6 separate regions of the Mus musculus genome follow, and regions 2, 3, 4, 5 and 6 are each linked to region 1. Evidence: chromatin contacts called from public Hi-C, HiChIP or PLAC-seq and promoter capture Hi-C data. All regions are on one chromosome and are shown on one strand. Each heading gives the region's core, a stretch centred on a gene start, on an enhancer-like site or on the middle of the called end of the contact. The rest is flanking DNA. Distances are from core to core; before and after follow the strand shown.

Region 1 (2,784 bases), core at 176-2,675:
GCTTCTTGTCCTCTGAGAGGCTCCACCCAGCTGCTCACTCAAGATACAGATACCCATAGCCAAACACTGGAAGGAGCTTGGGGACTCTTATAGAAGAATAGAAAGAAGGATTTCAAGTCCCAAAGGGAATAAGAACATCATAGGAAGACCAAATGAGTCAACTAACCCTTAGGACTCTCAGAATCTGAACTACCAAGCAAAGAGCATACATGGGCTGGACCTAGTCCTCCCCTCACATATGTAGCAGATGTGCAACTTGGTTGTCATGCGGGTCCCAAACAACTGGATCAGGGACAATCCCAAAAGCTGTTGCTTGTACATGGGACAGGTTCTTCTAGCTGGGCTGCCTTGTCTAGCCTCAGTGGGAGAGGAAGCACCTAGTGTCGCTGAGATTTGAAGTGTCAGGGTGTGGGGATAGCCAGGGGGATCCCACCCAACTCAGAGAAGGGGATGGGGATGGGGGAAGGATTGTGGGAGGGAGTACCTGGGAGAGGGGCAGTGAACAGGGTGTAAAGTGAATAATAATAATAATAAAATAATTCTTTGTTGGGTGGTGGTGGTGGCCTTTGATCCCAACACTGGAGGAGGCATAAGCAGGTAAGTTTCTGAATTTGAGGCCAGTCTGGTCTACAGAGAGAGTTCCAAAAGGGCCAAGGCTACACAAAGAAACCCTATTTGGGAAAACAAAACAAAACAAACAAACAAACAAACAAACAAACAAAAAAAAACCTTCAATGTCTGGTTAAAAGAGGTAGGCGGGCTGCCACGACAGTTTGTACAAGCTAGGAGCTTACAAATTAGAGCCCCCTCCCCCCGTTTGGACTCTCGAGCATAGTAAGCCTAAATGAAAACCATTACAAGGACAATACAAAAAAGATGCACTTATATGTATTATACATATATCTTATCTAAATCTAGTTTCTCATTGTAAGGAAACAAAAACTGGTATTTTTGGATGGATAGTGGAGAGATTTAACAAAATTTAACCAGATGAATTTGGATTTGTTACTCTGCCCCCTGCATCTAACCTTTGCATTCCTCAAACTGGGAGCTAAATGGTAATCTAGGTGTTTCAGGCTTTAATCTTAGGGCCTACTACAGTCAAAAAATTTCAGGTTTAGTGTACCTTCACTGGGATATCAACAAACAGGGAGACGGCTAGAACCCAGTGTATTTCCTGCTCCTGGAAAACCGCTCCTTGACAGAATGATAAAAAGGAATTTGGAGATAGCTCCCTGTCCCACCTAATTTTTTCACCTAAGCTTATGGATACAGCAGATAGGGTAAGGATTCTAGGCACACAGACCTCATCCTTTCAGCACAACGGCCTCGAGTTGACCAGCCAATGAACTTAAGCCTTGCCTAGCCCCACCCCCCCCACTATGACATCACTTCTGCCAACCTCAGCGTCTGCGCACTATTGCATTACGGCGGAACTATTCTGGCGACGCCTGCTTTGACCCAGGCGGTGGTGGGGAAGGGAAACTGTGTTCTGCAGGATGCGTCACAACCGGAAGTGAAAGGCCGGAAGTGGGGTTGGACAGGTTTTCCCCAGGGGTGGGGAAGCAGAGGCCGTGGAGGAGTAGGGGAGATTAAGAAGCTAGAGCATCCTGGCCTCTACTCCGAGTCTTGTACCGGTTCTCTTAGATCTCTGAGGCTCAGAAAAAGGAAAGGGTGTCTCATCCCGCTTTCTCGCTTTTCGCTTTAGCCATGGCGGAGACAGGGGCCGGGATAAGTGAGACCGTCACTGAGACAACGGTTACTGAGACAACGGTTACCGAGACAACCGAGCCAGTGAGAAAGGCGGGCAGGGGGTCTATTTAGGGGTCTGGGAGGCACTGGGAGGGGGAGGGGGGTTTGGAAAGTTGGTGGGTTTGGGATCTGGGACATCATGTGGGGTTTACTCTTATTGGGAAAATCGCAAGGAACTAAATAGAGATGCTTGGAGCCGCTCAAATGGTTCAAGTGACTGGTCAAGGATTGTTTAATCCGTAGTTACAATTAGAGTATAGGTGTTAAGGCTTGGGGTGGTGGTCTATGTACGTAATAAACGGAAACTGGGTTAAGGAGCCAGAAAGGTACTGGGAGGAAGTGAAACGCCATTTGAGAAGGCGTGGTTTTGGAGGCAAATGTACAGAACGAGTACTTACCAATAGTGCTTACCAATAGATAGTCATGGAATGGGTGCGTGTTAAAGCGGAGGAAATGAGGAAACAAGAAAATAAGGTGAAGTGTGTTTTGGCAGATCAGGGAGGAGAGAAGCAAATGAGCAAACAACTTTTGCAAAAACAAATTGCTTTCAAAGGGAGAAAGATGCGTTGGGTTTGACAATGTCTGGGTTGAAGGAGATTAGTAGTTTAGCAGTTATTACCAGAGATGCCAGAATGTTAAAGAATAAGTGGATAGGATTAGGGAGCCCTGGGCTTGAAGATGAGAGAAGAAAGAATGAAGGCTTTTTTGTAGAAGGAGGGTTTTGGATATTTGTTTTATTTTGATATGTGTGTGTGTGTGTGTGTGTGTGTAGGCCTGAAGTTAACCTCAGATGTCTGAGACATGGTCTATATTTATTTATTTATTTATTTACTTATGATACAGAGTCATTGTGCCTGGAGCTGGCCAAATAGGCTAGTCTGGCTAGCAAGAGATCTGCCTTTTTGCACCACCACCACCACCACATTTGACTTTTTGTTGTTGTTTTTGTTCCCGTGGATACAAGGGATCAAACTCAGGTCTTCATGCTTGCACCAAAAGAGCTTTACCAACAGAGATGTCTCCCCATCCCTG
Region 2 (2,784 bases), core at 202-2,701, 1.3 Mb after region 1:
GCTGAGATATGGTTGCTACTGCCATCTTAAAGAAAGAAAAACAAGGCAAGACTATGGAGAGAACAGATGCATCATAGAGGGACTCGCAGGAGGTGCACCTGAAAGTAACAGTAGAACAGGCCTGGGTCTTGTCAGGCTTGTGGCTAGGAGAACAGAGATGCTGTTTCAGTGACATTAGCTCAGATGACTTTCTACATTCTTCTTTTTTAAAGTTTTATTATACATAAGTACGCACCAGAAGAGAGCGTCAGATCTCATTACAGTGGTTGTGAACCACCATGTGGTTGCTGGGATTTGAACTCGGGATCTTCTGAAGAGCTGTCAGTGCTCTTACCCACTGAGCCATCTCGCCAGCCCGATTTTCTACATTCTTGTGTTTTCCTAGATAATCCATTTCCTAAGGACAAGGGCACATCCAGTGATGCTCAAACAGGTATGACTGGGTACCAAGACTCAGGGGGGCTGGCAGCCTGGGCACCTAGCCGCGAGAGGATGGATGAGAAGCCAGGTCCTATAGCCTCACCCTTGTCCTGCAGAATCCTGTGCTGCCCCCCACCATAACAGACCAGATTCGGCTGTGGGAGCTGGAAAGGGACAGACTCCGGTTCACTGAAGGTGAGTGGCTTCCGCTGACCTAATCTCAATCATTGGCTAAAGAGGTAAGGCCAGCAATTTCACGCAAAAGTTTTGTGCATTTCGTATTTGTTTCTCAAAAGGGAAGGAGAGGAAGACTGATCTTTTATTTTGGTATATTAGTAGCAGGAAATATGTCCCAAATCAGTGCAGTTTGAATTAAGCTAGGTGAGGGGATAAGAGGCAGGGTAATTCAGTCTTCTCTTTAGGTGGGTTTGCGTGGCTTTTCTTGTGGATTCTGCTGTCTTTTCGAGTGTCTGGATGCCACAGGTGTTAAAGTTGAACAGTCGACTATCCGTAGAGAATTAGTCCTAAGAACTGTGGCCTGCAGCCCCTGCCTGCATGCTGCTTGGAGGGGCAGAGACCACTGCAGCCCCTCACCTCCTGCCTGTCCCACCCGACCCCAGGCGTCCTGTATAACCAGTTCCTGTCGCAAGTGGACTTTGAACTGCTGCTGGCCCACGCGCGGGAGCTGGGCGTGCTTGTGTTCGAGAACTCGGCCAAGCGGCTGATGGTGGTGACGCCGGCAGGGCACAGCGACGTCAAGCGCTTCTGGAAGCGGCAGAAGCACAGCTCCTGAGCCGGCCAGGTCCAGCCCCGGGCGGGCAGCTTTCCAACTCAGATGTATTTTGTTTACACACCGGGATATTTCTTGTTTAATAAAATTATGGAAAAAAATCTACGCGGCTTCAGACGTCTGCCGGCGTTTCCCTACCCAACGCAGTGATACCCGCTTCTAGCCAGAAAGCCGGAGGAGCGAGAGTCTTTTACGCATGCGCCTGCGTGTCCCCGCCCACGCATGCGCGCGCACCTCGCCATGCACCTATCGGCTCTGAGTTCGCCGGGACGTTCGAGTTAGAGGCGCATGGCCGAGGTTGCGGGGGTGGGGGTGGTCCCAGGCTTCCGAACCCCAACCTTCGTGTCCGCGTCAGTGCCCGGTGACGGGCAGAGCTCCCGCCTTCTCTGGACGCCCTGGTTTCAGTGATTCCAGAGTGCTGTCCACACCGTGCGCTCCGCCCCTAGGCGGAAGGACGTAGAGTGAGAGAGGGTCCTGCGGATGGGAGTGAAGGGTTGCGACCTCCTGCATCCCATGGCCTCGTAGTGAGCAGACCTCCATCCCTTCCCAAACACTCCCGATGCCTCATTTGCCTCTGGCCTCTTTCCGGCCACCGCTCTGGGGGCTGAGGCCCTCATGGGGTCTTTCCAGGCCCCAGGCACTTTGTACACAGCCGGAGCCCCACGGCTCCCCTGTCTCTCGGAGGAACCGTGAAGCCAAACAGAAGCGCCTGCGCGAGAAACAGGCGGCCCTGGAGGCTGGGCTAGCTGAGAAGAGCAAGGTCAGGGGTCAGTCCTTGGGTCTCCCAAGACTTGGGAAGGGGCTGAAAGAGACTGGCGCAGGGATCCAGATGACTGTGGTGTATTGGGGATTGCAGCCTCCACCCCCACTCCGCAACACACACACACACCCTGTTTCCTCCCTGCAGATACCTGCAGTGCCCACTAAGGCCTGGAGTCACAAGGAGGTAGTATTGTATGAAATCCCCACCGGGCCAGGTGAAAAGAAAGGTAAAGTGTAGGGTGTGTTTTGCGATGTTGTTGCTCTTTGGTCTGCTAACATGCAGTTCAGTAGTGGATCTCTGTTCTGCTTCCACAGATGTTTCTGGGCCCCTGCCTCCTGCTTACAGTCCCCAGTATGTTGAAGCGGCCTGGTACCAGTGGTGGGTGCGAGAGGGCTTCTTCAAACCAGAGTATCAGGTCAGTGCGCGGCAGAGGGCTTCTATGAGGTCCTTAAGACAGAGTGAGTGGCCCTTGAACTTGGTGGGCACAGGCTAACTTCACAGTTGATGTTTATTTCTTTCGGCCCCTGGTTTTCTTTTTGCCTCCCCCGTGTTGGATTTCAATAATAATAATAATAATAATAATAATAATAATAAATTTGAGACACTGTTTCTCCACGTAGTCCTGGCCGTCCTGGAACTCTGTAGACGAGGCTGGCCTCAAACTCAGAGATCTGCCTTCCTCTGCCTTTTCACACGTGTGCCACTACACCTGGCCTTCTTGAAGTTCTTTTTGCCCCAAGGCACCAGAGGGTGCTGTTCCCCTAGGCAACAGCAACAACTAGTTCTCCCTCGCCTCTGACTTCCTCATTCC
Region 3 (2,784 bases), core at 84-2,583, 1.3 Mb after region 1:
GAGCCATTAGCAGGTCCTTCAGCAGCTGGAACGTCCCTGGGTTTGTAAACTGGAGACCCAGCCTGCCTTGGCTTCTCCCTAGGGGCAGCTTATCTTCCTGGTAGGTTTTTTGTGTGTACTTGTCTTGGTTTGTTTGGACTTCGTGTCTTTCTTGAGACTCTTTGGAAATGCTTTTTGGGTGTGAGTTTTGAGTCAGTTGGGATGTGTTTGTAACCGGGTGGTGAGACCGGAGACTTTACTGTGACCTGACATTATCCGGGGACTTGGCAGGTATGGGGGGGGGGGTGGCGTTGGAGAGAGGTAGGAATGACAGGTGGTGCTGAATGGGACGGAACACCTCCCACACTCCCACACTAGCTCTGTTGTCCTCCCTGCCTCTATCTCTCCGGTCCATGGCTCAGCAGCTCTCTCCGTTCATTGTCTCCTTGTATCCCTGGGTCATGCGTTCCTGTGCTTTGGGCAGTGTCTTTATTTTTCAGGGCGCCTATCTATCTTCCTCCCCCACCCCCACCTCGTCTTGGCTCCATTTTGCCCTTCTCCTTGCCAGAAGCCAGACTCTGCGGCTTCCACCAGGGACCGAGCTGACTGACTGGGACTGAGGGAGGCTTGCCTGAGAAAGACTGCAGAGTTAGCCTGGATGAAGCAGGGATCCCAGGGGGATCCGGAGCTTGGGGGTTTGAATCTCAGGGATCCTGAGAAGACAGGAGGGAGCTGCCAAGCTGGGGAGAGGTTCTGGAAGAAGGGAACAGAAAAAAGTTGAGACTAAAAGAGTGTGACCGGCTCTCAGACTTGGGGCGCGCGGGGATGGGGGGAGTGATTTAGGTTGGGATCCGGAGGAGGGGTGTGTGCCAAATGGTGACAAATGGGGTGGAGTGTGAACCTAGAGGGTCTGGCTAGACAGGTGAGCCCGGCTCCCTTCCCCCAGCCGGGCTGCAGCTCTCGCTCCGGTGCTGGGCCTGTGGGAACCCGTTCCTTCCTGCGTGCCCTGGGGCCGCTTCTCCGTGCTTCTCTCCCTCTCTCCAGGAACCGAGCCCAGAAAAAGGGGAGGAGGGACGGCGCCAACTCTCCCCACCCCCGAGCCACCGCGCGGGGTCCCTAGGGGGCTTAGCGGGCCCCTGATGGTGCTGCTGTACCCCAGCATCGGGGTGGCGGGGGATGGGCGTGCGGATCACCTAGTGGAGGCTACGCGCTGGGGAGCACTTGCAGGGCGGGTACCGCACTAGGAGAGGAGCGAGGGGCGGCGCCGGGCGTGGGAGCGCGGGCGCCGGGGCGGGAGTACCGGCGGGGGACGGGCGCGGGGAGGCGGCGCCTGGGCGCGATCCGGCCCCGCGCTGGCTCCTCTCCCCGGAACAGGCCCCCGACAGCTGCTCGCGGGAGCCGCCTCCCGACACCCGAGCCCCGCCGGCGCCTGCGCTCCCCTCCCGCGCCCCGCCGCCGAGGAGGCCCCAAGCCGGGGCCTGACGCCCGGGTCCGCCCCGGAGAGCCATGAGAGGTAGGGACTGAGGCGGGGACGAGCAAGAGGCAAGGGGAGCGGGTTGGGGAACCCCAGTTATGTTTGCTGCCCCGGGATTTTGACTCTCCATCCAAAGCAGAGGGTCCTGACTTTCCGAGAAACTATTCCGAAAAGAGAGCGAGGACCTCTCTTTTCTTGGGTGAGGGGAGAACCTAACTCCAAGAGGACAGGTGCGCGCATATGTAGCCCACTGAGTCATCCTATCGGTGCCTACCCCTCAACCTCCGGTGCCATGCTTACGGACATGCTCGGTTAAGCTGCCCAGGCCAGAGGGAGCCAGCCTGACGCCCAACCTACCAGACCAGCCACGCTCCGTGGTTGCCGGGTTGTGCCAAGAGACGAGGTCACCGCCCAATGAGCAACGCTCCCAGGCTCCCTTTCTGGCCAGGCAATTCTTTTCAGCACCCCCTCTCCCAGCCACCGCCCGGCTGGCCTACAACTGAGTGGCTGAGAAGGATGGAGGTGTGTCCAGACTCGTGTGGCACTCACTGTAGGGACAGGTCACACACAGTAGAATGCTTGAGAACAGGGAGAGATGGTCCTTGTTTTTCTTGCTGTTCTTCCCACCTGAGTCCCACCTGTTCCTGCCTGCTCTTGGCTTCCCTCTGGCTCAGTCACTCTGGATGTTTGGGGGTGGGTGGCTCCGTTCTCTGAGGATCCTGTACCTCAGGGCCTGCGTGTGGCTCACTTTGTCTTCTGATTATAGGAGCTTGTGTCTGCCGTTTAGTATTCGCTAAATGGTGAGATCTGACTTTATAGATTACCTCGGGGTTTGTGGCACACACCTGTAATTAGCCTCTGGTGATAAAGAACTGAAGGTCAGCCTTCCTTGGCATCGTAGTTGAACTTGAGACCTTGTCTCAAACAAAACAAAACAAACAAACAAAAACCCCAACCAACTATCTTGCTGTTAGGAGTACAGGTCTTTAGTTCCAGCACTCGAGTGGCAGAGGCAGGAGAATCTCTCTGAGTTCCAGGCTAGCCAGGGCTACACAGTGAGACAACAAAACCCAAGCAACTAACCAGTCCTTCTCCCCGCCCCAAAGCAACACAAAGAAATCAAACGCACACACAGAAGATGTCAAGATCTGTGTGGAGTGGTGCTGGCTTCGGCAACACATATACTAAAATTGGAAAGATACAGAGAAGACTAATGCGGCCCCTATACAAGCATGACACGGAAATTCATGAACGGTCCTTAATTTTTAAATGATGGAAGATGGAATTTAATGGAGGAGTTGTCTTTAAAGCTACTTGAGGTCCAGGTAATA
Region 4 (2,784 bases), core at 191-2,690, 1.1 Mb after region 1:
CTCTGGTTCCTGAATACCCGCCGCCTGCCATGAGTAAGCAGGTTGCCACACCACTCTCTAACTGGGAAAACCGCACACCCAGCAATGTATGACTGCATCCGGTGACCGGATATAGGTCTGTAACTCCAAGAAAGAGTTCAGGACCCAAGAAAGGGTGAGGACTGGGCACCTAGTCACATCCTCCCGCCACTCCCCCCTCCCCCCCGCTTGAATGATACACTTCGAGAACTGCAGATAATAATGACAGGCAAATCAAGTTTATTCGTGTTCACAGAACATACATACTAGGCGACCCCAGACAGCCGCCCTCTGACAATCCATGGACCCAAGACTCCTGCAGCTGCCCCTGAGAAGCAACCAGAAGACATCAAAGGCCGGATTCCCAAGGGTCTTCCAAAGCCTTACAACAGACTACAGAGTTGAAGTGCTGGAAGACGGAGTGTTACCCCTAATCTTATTACACCCCCCCCAGACTAATCCCCAAGCTGGGAGTCCTACCACCCGGGTCCTCCCTCCCACAACTCTGTCTTACCGACCCTATAAATCGTAATAAATATCTGTGTTACAGCAGGGAGGCATATCTCGCACCCCTGCATAAGTTAGAATAAATATTACATACACCCCTCCTTCACCTAGGAGGATATACATAAATACATAAATATTAATTAGACACGGAGAAAGTCTCTGTCCGTCCCCAGTGGGCCTAGCCAGGACCCGCGGTGTCTCTTGGCGGTAGTGTTCTGAGTTAGCGTTGCCTTAGAAATCCCAGTTTGGGATACGTTCTCTCGCACCAGGTACCCATCCATGGTGCCTTTGTTTCTTCGGACTGTGACCCATCGCGTTTAGAAGGCCGCCGGATGTTGCTGGAGAAAAGCTTTAAGATCCAGCGCATAGTCCGAGGACTCCGAGGTCAGGTTCAAAGGCTCGAGGACCGGGGGCGCAGTAATGGGCGCAGAAATGGGCTCAGGTGTCACGGCGCTGGTAGCATCCTCCGGAGCCAGGGGCTGCGACACACCCTCTTCAGCCATCAAAATCTGGCAGAAGATGATGGCGAACAGGAGAAAGAGGACCCTCTTGGCAATGTTGGGTTCCTCGGTTGGTAGCTGGCGCCGGACCTGAGCAGATAAAAGAGGGAAACGTCAGATCGAAGGTCCCTGCGCCTAGTTGTTACCTACAAGTTCCAGGGCGACGCGACCTCCTGATGCCCACTCGGGCGATACTCACCACTCGAGGGTAGAGCACCCTTCGGCTGCGTTTTCGGTGCCCGCGAGAAGTGTTCAAACGCGCGGTGGACACCACGGCCCGCTCCGGGAGAGGGTCGAAGGTGAAAATTTCGGGACCAGAGCCCCGCCGGAGTTCCGGGCCGGTGGAGGGAGCTGGAGAAGGGGCCCTCAGGCCAGTCATGGTGTGGAGATGGTTGCGCGAGTGGCACATAATTTAGACGTTGTGCAGAGAGTGTAGAGGAGTGCAAATCCCCCGCAAAGCAGAGCTACTTATAGAGCCAAAGAAGGGGCCGGGCCGGGGGGAACTCCGCCCTTCGCAGCTGGGGAGCAGTTGGCTGCAAGGGGCTGGAAATTCCAAGGAGGAAGCAAAATGTAGGCGGAGCCTTGATTGGTTATTCTCTAGGTGCCCCAGTGCACGTTCTTTCCTGGGAGTAGTGAATGCTTGTGGGTAAAAACATTGGGAGTAAGCTCACGTCCGGACATGAGGTAGCTAGAGAGGGGCTCTCAGACACGTAGCAGATGGTCCAGCCACCCTCCTTAGTGAAGTCCAGCAAGATCAAGGGACCACAGAAAACACATTCACGTACTTACTTGGAGGTATGCGCAGGAAACAGGAGGGAAGTCATTGCACAAACTTCCAAGAAGATAAAGAACACACTAGAACCCACAGACCGGGCTCTGCCTGCCTCCGTTCACGTGAAAACCATACACACATCACAGAGATTTCAACAGAGCACACGGACACAAAACTGCAATGGTTACTTAGGGACACTCCCGAGACGCTATTCAAAGGGATAGAGGGAAGACAGGAAGTCCGAAGCTCCTGCCTTTGCCCCATACTAGGTGGGTCACAAAATAAGTGAAGTTTCTAAAATTATGAGACTTTGTGCCCGTCGTCAATAGCACCATTAGGAACCCACGGGATCCCCGTAATGCTTGAGAGACCGCTTTCCCTGAACACAGAAGTCAACATTTCTGAGCACCTCTAACAGTCCGAGTGAAAGTGTGGTGGAAACTACCCATCACAACATGAAACTTCAGCCCTCTTCCCAGCCTGCCAAGCGGAGGCAGGAAGACACAGCAAAGCAAGCTCCAGTTTCAAACGACAAACAAACAAACAAACCAAAACCATAACATAGAAGGGGGGGGGGGGGAGACACTGGTGGCACAGTTCTTAAGAACACTGCTGCTTTTGCAGAGGACCTGGAATCAGTTTCCAGAACTCAAGTGGCATCTCGCATCCAGTCCCAGGAGATCTGATGCCCTTTTCCCTTTTTGATCTCTGTAGGCATCTACATGCATGTGGTACACATACATACTCAAAGACAAAAGACTCATATGCATAAAGTAAAAATGAGACATATCGCTGGGCGTGGTGGTGCATGCCTTTAATCCCAGCACTTGTGAGGCAGAGGCAGGTGGATTTCTGAGTTTGAGGCCAGCCTGGTCTACAGAGTGAGTTCCAGGACAGCCAGGGCTATACAGAGAAACCCTGTCTCGAAAAACTAAAAAAGAAAAAAAAGAAAAAAAAAAGAGAGAGAGAGTAAGAGAGATATCTTAA
Region 5 (2,784 bases), core at 172-2,671, 1.1 Mb after region 1:
ACACACAGGAAAACTAGTGATGATCAAACTTAGGGTCTTGTACATGTTCTAGTTTTTAAAAGCCCATCTACCACTCCCTAATTGATTTCATAATCCTCTATTGAGTATTGTGTTGTATCAGGCATAATAGCCAAACGAGACAGGGAAGTAATAACTCCAAAAATTGATTTGCTCAGAATAACACAGCATGTAAATAGAAATGAGTCACAAAGCCCCCAGTTTATACACTCTCATCAGCATACTTCAGCTTGAAGTGCAAAGAACCAGAGAAGCTAACATATAAAGAGGGGTTTATATGTTAAACAGTTTTAACACATTAGGTTGACTGATTCATTTGTTCTTGAGAAGAACCCTGTAAAAGTATGGTTGTTCTTTTTTTTTTTTTTTTCCCAGATGAGAAACGTCAACATAGATGGGTTAAGGACCGTCTCTAAATCACTCCTAGCGTTTTCTCGTGGCTGCTAAGTTCACAGAATTAAAGTAGCTCCTTGGCAAGACCCTTTCTGTCTTTGTTTGCTTGTTTTCGAGACAGGGTTTCTCTGTGTAGCCCTGGTTGTCCTGGAACTCACTCTGTAGACCACCAGGCTGGCCTCCAACTCAGAAATCTGCCTGCCTCTGCATCCCCAGAGCTGGGATTAAAGGCGTGCCCCACCACGCCCGCCCGGCCCCCTTTCTGTCTTTGACATCTCTTTCCAGATCAGTACGGGTGGAACTGTATCTACATCCCCACCTCCCCTACTCGGGTCCGTCCTATTTACTCTGCAGGAATTATGCACACCTGGTACCGGTCAGTATTTGGGCATGCATCCTCAAAATGAATCCTGCTCTCATGGTAACTACATAGCCGGCGTTACTAACAGACAAACTAGAGACAGAAATTCAAAACTGCATGGGTGGATTTTACCTATAAAGATGTCACACACGGGGAAAACGCTGAAAGGAAAAGTAGTGTACCCCAAGAAGTAAACTCCGTCCTGCCAACCCAGCAGACGCCTACGACCCTTTGCTCCAAGTGAAGGGCAACCATCTTTGGTACCTACGCTGGAGTTCGTTCCCTCGTGGCCTAAGGTTTCCGTGTCACCAAACCTACACCCGGGCCAGGGCGCCAAGCAAGGATTAGCATAAAAAAACCTAAAACCGCAACCCAAATTACCTCAGCCCAGTGACACCTAGGGCACGCCCCTCCCGCCCTCAGGAGGAATCAAAGATGGTAACCCGGGCGCGGGCTGCCGAACTCACCGACTGAATCCGCGCGCGCGCGCCACCAGTAACGGCCGCTACCAGGTGGCGGGAGTGCGAATCCCGGAAGAGAGTCGGTGGGCTGATTGGCTCCTGGAACTGTCTTTTACTGCTGGAAGCGCGCCGATTGATTCAAGTCGGAAGCCCCGCCCCTGCCTCACCTCCTCACAGCTCAAATGTGCGGCTACCGGCGGGAAACAGGCTGAAGAAAACGCTAATCAGGAGGGTGTGGCCTGAGAATCCCGCACCGTGATTGGGTAGTGCCCTAGGCCAACCCTCCGTCGCTACGTCATCCACGGACTACTTCCCGCGCAGATTTCCAAACGCCTACCAGAGAGTCTGGCGCCAGTTACCGGCGGCGGCTAGAAGGGCTCTATCATAGAAGTCATTCCAAGGCCAGAGCGCCCTTCTCGGTCATCCCAGAAATGGCGCCAGCTGACTCACGAGAAATGGGGGGTTGCAGGCAGCAGTCGTGGCTGGAGGCTGCAGATTGGAAAACACCCTGTAGGCGTGGCACTTTAGAACTCCCTATTGCAGAGGGATTTTATTTCCGTTTGATTTGGACTGTTTACTTGCTTTTCTTCCACATCTATGTATGTACGTATTAATGTATAAAATGACGGACTTTTTTTTTTTTTTTTTTTTTTTGGTTTTTCGAGACAGGGTTTCTCTGTATAGCCCTGGCTGTCCTGGAACTCACTTTGTAGACCAGGCTGGCCTCGAACTCAGAAATCCGCCTGCCACTGCCTCCCGAGTGCTGGAATTAAAGGCGTGTGCCACCACGCCTGGCCAATGACGGACATTTTGAGGTCATCTTCCTAAATGGAAGATCCTAAATACAGCAAGCTGTTTTGCTAAAACCTCAAAGTCTGTCGTCGTCTTTCAAAAGAGGAGAAAAGTATAATAAAATAATTTATTTCATTATAATAAAACATGAAGGTATTCCAGGAAAGTGGCTTGTATAGTTCTTTCCCGTTGGTTTTTTCAATATGTCCATAATAAATCGCCAGACGTTTGAAGCTTTAAGTTGGATGACTTATCCGTGTTCCTAAAGTAAATGAGACAAATTCAAGTAGCACGAAATAATCAATAATCGCTTTCATTGTTGGCATAACCAAAATTGAAATATTTTTAATGAATAAAGGAGTATTGATGTAACTTAAATGTTCTTTGTTGTTGTTGTTGTTGTTTTGGTTTTTTGTTTTTCGAGACAGGGTTTCTCTGTGTAGCCCTGGCTGTCCTGGAACTCACTATGTAGACCAGGCTGGCCTCGAACTCAGAAATCTGCCTGCCTCTGCCTCCCAAGTGCTGGGATTAAAGGTGTACACCACCACTACCCGGTTAAATGTTCTTTTATTTAAAAGATGACTTGAGCTGTATGTTGATTGCATGTCTTTGATTCATTTTCTTTAAGCCAAAGAAGGGTCTCACTATGTGCCTCCGCTAACCTCGAACTAACTAACTTAGCAGGTCAGCCTTGAACTCACAGGGATCCTCCTTCCTTTCACTGGTACAACACGATTATATTCTAGATACTGCTTACTA
Region 6 (2,784 bases), core at 203-2,702, 1.1 Mb after region 1:
GCTGAGCTATCTCGCCAGCCCCGAGTTCTTATATTTAAAAGAATCATTTTAAGGGAGTTCACACATTCAGGCACCATGGTTCAGCAAGCTCCTTCCTGCATGCCCAAGTGTTTTTGACATAATTAGATCACATCACACACCATCCCAGTTAGAGCAAAGCAACAGTGCAGGATGGTACAGGAAATCTTGAAGTATAAAATAAGCCCTCCCCTACCTTTGCTAGAAGTCTTAGACAAGAATCCTTTAGGGAGGTAGCTGCCCATCGTCTTTGTTCCCACGCTATCCCTCCTTTCTCCTCTGACCCCTCCATGCCACCTTTTCATCCTGAGCCTCTTCCCCTTCATCTCCCGTTTCTTCTACAGGGGGACTCCCTGGGGGCTGGTAGCCCAAAGCTGCCACTACAGCCGCCATGGGGGATTCAATACCTCATTCCTGGGTACAGGTAAGTAGCCACTTTTTCTTATTCTCCAACCAAATAGGTCACACACACATACGACTACAGTCTCCCTAGATGCCTGGTATTTCCACAGGCAACCAAGAACGGAAGCAGGGGGAACAGGAAGCGGAGGATAGGTGAGGTCTACACCTCCCCCTTAACAGCTGCCAGCACCTTCTGACACTGCCTAACACTACTCCTCCTGCTTCCTCCTAAGTCTGTGTGAACTGGATACCAGTTTCCCCCACACATCTTTCTACCTAACGTCGTATAAGCCTTCTTCCTTGTGGCTTGAATTCTGGTGTTTTTCCCCTCTGTCGTGCTCTGAGTACTTAAGTTTGGACACCGTGGTAACTGTCCCAGCCTTAAAACCCAACAGGTGTCTGTACATTACCCTGCACCCACAACCTTGAAGAATTGTCTCAGCGTAATTCCCCGTTAGCAGCTCTAACACACGCTTCATCTCCCTGCCCACCAGGTCGGCCAGTGAGGATCGGGTCTTGTTACTGGATGGGTCTGGGGAGGAGCCTACACAGACAGGTGCTCCAAGGGCCCAGGCGCCACCCCCCCAGTCCTGGACGGTGGGTGGGGACATAATGAACGCCAGGGTCATTCGAAACCTGCAGGAACGCCGCAGCACCAGGCCTTGGTAACCATGGCCAAAGCTTAGTCCTCAGTATGGATGCATTCATTCACTCATTCATTCAACAGGCCTGTCAGCCTCAGATCCTTTGTATCGTTATTTTTAACCAGAGCAATAAAAGTATTTATTTGTTATCACTATAGCTACCGACAAAAAGTGACTTGTCATTATTCAAATTCACATGCCCCTCAGTCTCTCTCCTGAAACTATATTCAGTCCTACCTCCCCTCATTTTGCTAGGCCTGACAAGAGGCTGCGCAGGCGCCCTGGGAGCGCCCCGGCCCGCTGTGCGCAAGCGCACTCCCGCGTAGCGGCGCCTGGGCTGCTGCGGGCCCGCTGTGCGCAGGCGCACGGTCTCTCCGTTTTCCTCCCTTAGCCCCGGCCCCCCCCTCCCTCCTTTCCCCTTCACGAAGCCGGCTCCGGGGCGCGCTGCCCGGCGAGGAGACGGAGACGGGACGCGGGAGGCGCCCGTTCACTCCCGGAACACCATGTACCGTCCGAGCCCGGGGGCCGCCCGGCGCCTCGGGCCCTGCCTCCGCGCCTACCAGGCGCGACCCCAGGTGAGGAGGGGCGGGCGGAGACCCTCCTCAGAGCCGGCCGAGGGGCGGGGCGCCGGGCCGCGCAGGCGCAGAGGCCCCCGCCGCCCCTGACCACCCGTGTGCTGCACGTGTGAGGGGCGCGGGGCCCGCTAGGGCCGGCGTTCCCGGTGAGGTCCGGGGAGCGGCTATCCCGGGTGGCCCCGGTCCCCGCCGTTCTTACCTGTGCCTGGAGGTGACTTGAAGGGCAGGGCAGAGAGGCCGGAACTGCGGGCCTGTGGTGCACCTGCAGAACGGTCCTGCCCGAAAGGCTGGCCGCTGCACCGGGTCGGGCTCCGGGGGACGGCGGGAGCACGGCCACGCCCCCGGCGACGGGGAAGGCTCCCAGAGGGCTCGGCCAGGCCCCATGGACCCCCTGCCCCTGGGGTTCCTGGGCGCCAAGGGACTTGGAATCAGGCTTGACCTCGGGTGACCTGCCATCCTTGCAGTAGCAGCGTTAGTGACCGAGTTCACCCTTCAGCAATCGGCCCGATTGTCATTTAATGGTGCAGAAAATGATAATATAGAATATATATGTAATATATAATGATAATAGCTTCCGTTTATGTACTACTTTATGGGTGACGAAGTTTATACATTCATCATCCTGTTATATAGGCCTCTCCTCTATTTACTGGAAACTGAGGTGCAGGCAGAGTGCCCAGAGGTTCCAACAGAGTCAACTCAGAACTATTCACACCTTCACTTGGATGTTCTTTGCCCTGCACAGCTCTATTTCAGAATCCTGATACATGTTATATATAGATCGCATCATTTCTCCCATGGAGCAGTAAACCAGGATAATGATGGAATCATAGGTGTTCTTTCTAAAGTTGGGGACGGTGGCCCTGGTGCTGTTGTCCTCCTGCGCTCTTTCCTCATGTCTCCCTTTCCTCTGGTAAACTCTCTTCTGCAGGTAGGACTTGAAGCTTCTGATCAGCCCAGCTGGGGTGGAGGAGCATGAGCTGATTTCTTGTTCCTTTGTTTGGTTTTGTTTTTTAAAACTAGGTCTGTGTAGCCCTGGCTGGCCTGGAATCCATGGTAGCCCCTACACCACCATGCTTAGATGTCTGATTTTTTTCTTTTTGTTCTCTTTTCCCTAGGACCAGCTCTCTCCTCGACCTCTACCA

What was found. Promoter capture Hi-C pulls out the DNA fragments that hold promoters and counts their contacts. Hi-C and Micro-C count contacts between places; a contact is called where the count stands out from the background. HiChIP or PLAC-seq counts read pairs in DNA pulled down with a chosen protein or histone mark.
Region 2: a contact with region 1 is called in a Hi-C map of B cells, with 5 read pairs. The contact joins the promoter of Vars2 here to the promoter of Ppp1r11 in region 1. A contact is called at or near these places in 1 of 39 promoter capture datasets (pre-B cells) and 1 of 484 Hi-C or Micro-C datasets (B cells).
Region 3: a promoter capture Hi-C map of cranial neural crest shows a contact between it and region 1. The contact joins the promoter of Ddr1 here to the promoter of Ppp1r11 in region 1. A contact is called at or near these places in 1 of 39 promoter capture datasets (cranial neural crest) and 1 of 115 datasets of contacts at active chromatin or transcription factors (pancreatic cancer cells).
Region 4: a contact with region 1 is called in an HNF4G HiChIP or PLAC-seq map of pancreatic cancer cells. The contact joins the promoter of Ier3 here to the promoter of Ppp1r11 in region 1. A contact is called at or near these places in 2 of 39 promoter capture datasets (cranial neural crest and pre-B cells) and 1 of 115 datasets of contacts at active chromatin or transcription factors (pancreatic cancer cells).
Region 5: a promoter capture Hi-C map of pre-B cells shows a contact between it and region 1, with 2.2 times the contacts expected there. The contact joins the promoter of Mdc1 here to the promoter of Ppp1r11 in region 1. A contact is called at or near these places in 3 of 39 promoter capture datasets (cranial neural crest, pre-B cells and stem cell-derived epiblast-like cells).
Region 6: a promoter capture Hi-C map of pre-B cells shows a contact between it and region 1. The contact joins the promoter of 2310061I04Rik here to the promoter of Ppp1r11 in region 1. A contact is called at or near these places in 2 of 39 promoter capture datasets (cranial neural crest and pre-B cells) and 1 of 115 datasets of contacts at active chromatin or transcription factors (pancreatic cancer cells).

Annotation. Positions count from the first base shown.
Region 1 is chr17:36,950,433-36,953,216 of GRCm38.p6, reverse strand. It overlaps Ppp1r11 (protein phosphatase 1, regulatory inhibitor subunit 11), which reads left to right and starts at 1,425. Exons shown (of 3, transcript NM_029632.3): 1 at 1,425-1,794. The coding sequence starts at 1,711.
Region 2 is chr17:35,666,259-35,669,042 of GRCm38.p6, reverse strand. Vars2 (valyl-tRNA synthetase 2, mitochondrial) reads left to right here and starts at 1,451. Exons shown (of 29, transcript NM_175137.4): 1 at 1,451-1,970; 2 at 2,118-2,199; 3 at 2,288-2,388. The coding sequence starts at 1,770. It overlaps Gtf2h4 (general transcription factor II H, polypeptide 4), which reads left to right. Exons shown (of 14, transcript NM_010364.4): 12 at 386-433; 13 at 537-615; 14 at 1,041-1,315. The coding sequence ends at 1,213.
Region 3 is chr17:35,699,139-35,701,922 of GRCm38.p6, reverse strand. Ddr1 (discoidin domain receptor family, member 1) reads left to right here and starts at 1,333. Exons shown (of 18, transcript NM_001198833.1): 1 at 1,333-1,492. LOC115488883 (a small nuclear RNA gene) reads left to right here and starts at 2,614; the gene lies at 2,614-2,720.
Region 4 is chr17:35,820,369-35,823,152 of GRCm38.p6, reverse strand. Ier3 (immediate early response 3) reads right to left here and starts at 1,440. Exons shown (of 2, transcript NM_133662.2): 1 at 1,225-1,440; 2 at 242-1,115. The coding sequence starts at 1,434. The coding sequence ends at 843.
Region 5 is chr17:35,840,135-35,842,918 of GRCm38.p6, reverse strand. It overlaps Mdc1 (mediator of DNA damage checkpoint 1), which reads right to left and starts at 1,421. Exons shown (of 16, transcript NM_001010833.2): 1 at 1,240-1,421.
Region 6 is chr17:35,896,046-35,898,829 of GRCm38.p6, reverse strand. 2310061I04Rik (RIKEN cDNA 2310061I04 gene) reads left to right here and starts at 1,452. Exons shown (of 6, transcript NM_001033630.1): 1 at 1,452-1,639; 2 at 2,758-2,784. The coding sequence starts at 1,568. It overlaps Atat1 (alpha tubulin acetyltransferase 1), which reads left to right. Exons shown (of 13, transcript NM_001142744.1): 11 at 363-442; 12 at 531-573; 13 at 915-1,235. The coding sequence ends at 1,089.